Regions from separate parts of the Mus musculus genome. Here region 1 is linked to region 2. A link is a contact called in public HiChIP or PLAC-seq data. All regions are on one chromosome and are shown on one strand. The core of a region is the stretch at or near the end of the contact, and the rest is flanking DNA. Distances in the headings are between cores, read along the strand shown.

Region 1 (2,700 bases), core at 168-2,667, 370 kb before region 2:
TGTAGAAAAGGAGACAGGAATTCCCAGTTTGATGCCACAGACCAAGCTCCCTGAGCCAGGTAAAAACTTTTATCTGGTAAAAAGTGAAGAGAATTTGTTGATGTTTTTTTTTTTTTCTGACAAAGTTGCTCATTTGAAGACCCTGGGTCTGTCTGTTGTAATGGAATATGTGTTACAAACTTGGAGTCAGAGTTACCACTTGACTAAGAAGACTAATATTTAAATGTGGGATATCTGTATTTTATAAACTTTTTAGTTTTATTTTAGCTATTGGGGATTGAGTTTAAGACCTCAGTGGATGTCTGGCAGCACACTGCTACTGAGTTACCTGTGTTACTTTCTTATTAGCTCTTTTTTTTCCTTTTTGTAAATCCCGATAATTTTTTCTCCTTTCCAGTTTCTTATCTTACAAAGTTAACTGACATTTTGGGATTGAGGAGGCTGTAGGCCTAAAAACTTAAGTGTAGTCATTAGTGTACTAGTAGTAAAAAGACTGGAAACTAGGTTTCCTCTGACCACAACTTAAAAGGATGCACATTTTTCTATAGGTAAGAGAGATGTGCTAAGTAATGCTATGCCACAGTTACCTTCTCACTGTGCTTTGAGAGTGTGTCTCTGTTGTCTTGGCTTAGCTGTCTTGGATTTTTCTTTTCTTTTTGATGGGGAGAAGGTCAGAGTCTCCTGTGATGCTGTTTTACTGTCTTTGCTCTTGATCCTTTTTTGTTAGGGGTCACAGCCAAGAAGCTGCCGTCCACCCCAATGTGCTTAACTGTTTGAGGTCTCGTATCTGCTTGTTTTGTTGTTAATTTTTTTGTATGGTGAAAGGCAAAGGCCCTGAATTCTTTTGATGTGGATATACAGCTCTCCCAAAATAGTTTGTTGAAGAAACTATACTTTTTCCATTGCTGTCATCCTGCTTCAGCTTTCTGAGTGCTGGGATTCTAGCTGCAAGATGTAACATGCCCAGCTTCCGAAGTCTGAGGAAGTTGAGCTGCGTGGTCAGTGCATCAGCAAACTGTAGGCTTCATGGACTTTGTGCTTTCCCATTTGATCTTTAGTGTTTTCAGTTACGTGTGTTTCAGTGTATGCATGAACTACAGTTAGAGGTCAGTGTGAGCCACCTGATGTGGGTGCTGGGAATCAAACTTGGGTCCTCTGGAAGAGCTCTTTCTTTCTTTTTTATTTATTTTTTATTTTTTTTAGTCTTATTATTATACATAAGTACATTGTAGCTGACTTCAGACGCACCAGAAGAGGGCATCAGATCTCATTATGGGTGGTTGTGAGCCACCATGTGGTTGCTGGGAATTGAACTCAGGACCTTCGGAGAAGCAGTCAGTGCTCTCTTACCCTCTGAGCCATCTTGCCAGCCCCGGAAGAGCGCTTTCTTAACTGCTGAGTCATCTTCCCTTTGTTTTTTGGTTTCTCTGTAGCCTTGACTGTTGGAGGAGAACTAGCTCTGCAGACCTGGCTGTCTCAGCCTCTGAGTACTGGCACAAGCTCAACTTTGTTTGGATTTTTAAAAAAAAAGATTCATATCATTCATTCAGTCTTGGATTGACTATTTCAAGGAATTTATTCAGTTCTTCTGGATTGTCCAGTTATGTATGATATCAGTGTTGGTGATATCAGTTGTAGTGTCTCTTTATGATTTATGCCCTTTTTTTCTTTTTTTCTTTTTTGGGTTTTCAAGACAGGGTTTCTCTGTATAGCCCTGGCTGTCCTGGAACTCACTTTGTAGACCAGGCTGGCCTCAAACTCAGAAATCCACCTGCCTCTGCCTCCCAAGTGCTGGGATTAGAGGCGTGCACCACCATGCCCGGCCTCCTTTTTTTTTTTTTTTTTTTAAATGTTGCTAAGAGTTTGTTATATAAGGCCTTGGGATGGCTCAGAAGTAAGAGTGCACACTGTTTTTGCAGAGTACCAGAGTTAGGATCCTAGCACACATATGTAGAGTGGATTATAACTGTCTGGAACTTCAGTTCCAGGGATATAAAGCTCTCTTCTAGCTTCTGCAGACATTTGCACTCGTGTGTGTGTGTGTGTGTGTGTGTGTGTGTGTGTGTGTGTGTTGTCATGTGTCCTCCCTCCCCACACCTGTAATTCAATTTAAAAAATTGAATATATATATAACAAAACAACAGTTAATGAAAAAAGAAGCCATGAATTTAAAAGAGAACAAGGAGGGGTATATAGGAGGGTTTGGGGTGGGGAACATGATGTAATTATATTATACTCTCCAAAAATCAATAATTTTTAAAAGTTGAATACATTTTTCAAAAATATTTTACTTGGCACTTAAAAGTATTTTTCCTTTGATATTAGGGATCTAACCTAAGGTCTTGTTACTTACTGGCAAGTCATTAGCTGGCATGCATTCCTAGCTTCTGATTTTTGCTGTAGTGCTTCTATTTTCTATCTTGTTTTATTTATTTCTGCTGTACTTCTTTCCTTCTGCTAACTTTGGATTAAATATAGTTTTCATATCTTAGGCTTGGATCTTGCTGTGTTGGCTTTCTACCTGTAGATAGATATTCCTTCCTGCCTCCACTTTCTGAGCACTGGAATTATTGAAGATGTATATAAGTCACTAAACTTGAACCTCCCCTTTTAAAATTCAAAATACCAAAACTCTGTGTGTGTATACACACACACACACACACACACACACACACACACAAGAATGTACTGAATGTCTGT
Region 2 (2,700 bases), core at 91-2,590:
TAGATTAAAGGCATGCACCATCATACCAGGCTAATTACCACTAGTTGATAATCTGTTGGTGTAGAACAAAATTCTGGAGCCACTTGTCTACTGATGGAATGCATCAATTGCATCTTGAGCTTCCATTTCGTACTGGGTGGGTGTGTTTCATTGCTTGGTTGCCCATCAAATGGGAACCTGATCTGCCTTGCTGACAAACACTGCCGCATATGATGGCTTTCATTAGTTTATTGCCTCTAACCTTAATATGATCACTGTGCTCAGGCCTGACCCCTTCCTTGGGTTTTTCATGGGCTATGGTGAGCTCTGGGGTGTCTCCTCAGCTGCTGCTTCACCAAAGACGTACCAGGTCTGATCTGAAAAGCCCAACAGCTGGCACACGCCATGTCAAATGGGCGGCTTCGCAGGGAATGAAACAGTTAATTTTAACTGCTCAAGCTTGCACTTCCCGAAATACTAAATCTGGCTAGTATTGAACGGTTTTAACTCTTCGCATTCCTTCAGCACGCCACCACTTGAGCTGGGGAGAGAACTCAGAATGAACAAGCTGGTTCAGACTGCAGGATCCTTTGTAATATATAATAATACCGCCGAGCGGTGGTGGCGCACGCCTTTAATTCCAGTACTCGGGAGGCAGAGGCAGGCGGATTTCTGAGTTCGAGGCCAGCCTGGTCTACAGAGTGAGTTCCAGGACAGCCAGGGCTATACAGAGAAACTCTGTCTCGAAAAACAAAAACAAACGAAGAGTATACAACCGAGCCCAGGCCCGTTGTCTGTTCCTAACGTGAGCTCTCTGGCTACCGAGGCAAGGCTGTTAGGTGTAGCCAGAGTCCGCAGTGTGACTCCCGGATTAGTAAGAAGGAGAGAGAGCTCTTTCTGCAGCTCCATAGAGAAGTGGACGGCCTGGGACTGGATAGTGGATTGAGGCTCCTTCGTTTGTTGTCCAGACATTTTCAGTAAAGAACTAGGATCACCACAGCCACCAAATCCCAGGGCCACGCTCCCGGAGAGCGTCGCACCCGCAATTACGTATCCAAGGAGCAGAGACGCGTTGGCTGGTAAAAAGCTCCCGCCGCTGCAACCTCCATTTTGCTTCCTGGCAGAGAATAAAATGGACCTGCTCCTCACTGTCATTTCACTCATCAGGAGGGCATCCGTCTCTTCATCTTCGAGAGCAGCTGTGAGGTAACCTGGTGGCGAGAAACCTGAGCACTGCGAGCCAACTTAGGAAGAGGGAACCCTTGAACTGGGCTTGCCCTCACTGAACATGGCGGCAGAGCCTGGCGCAGCCGATTAGCGCATGCTCACGCTTCAGTTCCCGCCCCTTAGAGGGCGGGATTACAGTGGGAGTGGGAGCGAACTCTGCGGCCCTGCCATAAGTCATCCTTGCCTTTACCGTCAGCCTGATCTAGACCGTAGAGAAAGCATGGAGCCGGTGCCTGCGGCCACGGACGGCGGGGAAAGACCCGCGACGCCGTCGGGCCTGTCGGCTTCTCAGCGGCGAGCGGAGCTGCGGAGGAGAAAGCTGCTCATGAACTCCGAGCAACGCATCAACCGGATCATGGGCTTTCACAGGCCCGGGAGCGGCTCGGGTGAGAGCTTCGGTTTCCCGTCTCCCGCCCACCTCTTTGAGTCTTCAAGCTCCTTCTGCCCACTCCAGCTCGTAAACATTTTGTCCCCAAAATGCATTCTGACCGAACTCTGTCACCGCTCCCTAGGTGACGACCCATATTATATTGTCGCTTAACCCCAGGACGCTCCTTGTTGCTTCCTATTTTCTTGGATCCTTGCCCGGAGGTCGTCTCCACCCTGGCTACAAAGCCTTCGTTCCTGAGTCTCTGTGTACGGTTATCTGAGACAACCCCTATGTTCCTGATTACTCGCCTTTCTTGAAGGCTGTGCATTTTATCCCCAGACCTCCCAGGGAGATTTTCCTATAAGCTCCAGATGCCTTTATTCCCAGTTACTCCCCATGACATAGCTTTTGCCTTTTGCTTCGTAACTCTCGTCCACCACATCAGTCATTACTCAACTGTTGGCTGGTCCGTCCGTTGTGGATTAGAGACCCTATTTCCCTATCTTGGTGGCTATGCTCATTGCTTTCAAAATTATCACCTGTCACACAGGTCCTCCCGAAAGATGTGATGTCCCTGCAGAGATTTCCTTTCATTACCATACATACATCACGTTTCAATAACTGCATTTGCCCTAAGAAAATTCATCTTTCATGCAACCTTGTGTCCAGGACACTGTTTTCTTGTGGACACAATTGAATTCTACTATGCTTGGCCTCTCTAAGTTTCGATTTGGGTGTTTCCTTTAGTAATTGGCTTTTTAGTTGCTCTTTGTGAGCTTGGTAGAACTCAAGAATTTCTCTGAGGCGTTAGAGATATAGTTCTGAACTTCTAGACAATATAAATGAGAGATATGGCTACCACTTTCAAAATCATCTGAAACAGTACAGAAAATATTTTTTTTGTAGTGATCATTCTGAAGATATTCTTAAAGTGTTGGTGTTTGTCTTTCTCAAGTCCCTTTCTTATTCTGTTCTTTTGCTTGAAAAATTTTATCATTTTTAGAGTTCTCTCTTTAAAAGCTAGAACAGCATCCTAAAAGTGCCTGCTCATAGCTGCCCGGGAACAGCAACAGTGGGTACAGGCGGCGCCACACCCTGTGCTCACAGTTAGAAATGCAACTGTA

What was found. HiChIP or PLAC-seq counts read pairs in DNA pulled down with a chosen protein or histone mark.
Region 1: a contact with region 2 is called in an H3K27ac HiChIP or PLAC-seq map of embryonic stem cells, with 6 read pairs. The contact joins the enhancer-like site here to the promoter of Caml in region 2. A contact is called at or near these places in 4 of 39 promoter capture datasets (the C10 cell line, hematopoietic stem and progenitor cells and liver), 3 of 115 datasets of contacts at active chromatin or transcription factors (bone marrow-derived macrophages, embryonic stem cells and pancreatic cancer cells) and 3 of 9 other capture datasets (adipose tissue, liver and pancreatic islet).

The regions. Positions count from the first base shown.
Region 1 is chr13:55,248,019-55,250,718 of GRCm38.p6, forward strand. Nsd1 (nuclear receptor-binding SET-domain protein 1) reads left to right here. Exons shown (of 23, transcript NM_008739.3): 5 at 1-59. Among named protein-coding and RNA genes, the nearest start is that of Nsd1, 40 kb to the left of the region's middle. Within about 2 kb of position 1,418, at least 24 of the 459 cell types and tissues checked have an H3K27ac peak or open chromatin away from gene starts, as enhancers often do. A contact at or near this core is called in bone marrow-derived macrophages and embryonic stem cells, where this site is marked.
Region 2 is chr13:55,621,665-55,624,364 of GRCm38.p6, forward strand. It overlaps Caml (calcium modulating ligand), which reads left to right and starts at 1,341. Exons shown (of 4, transcript NM_007596.2): 1 at 1,341-1,592. The coding sequence starts at 1,427.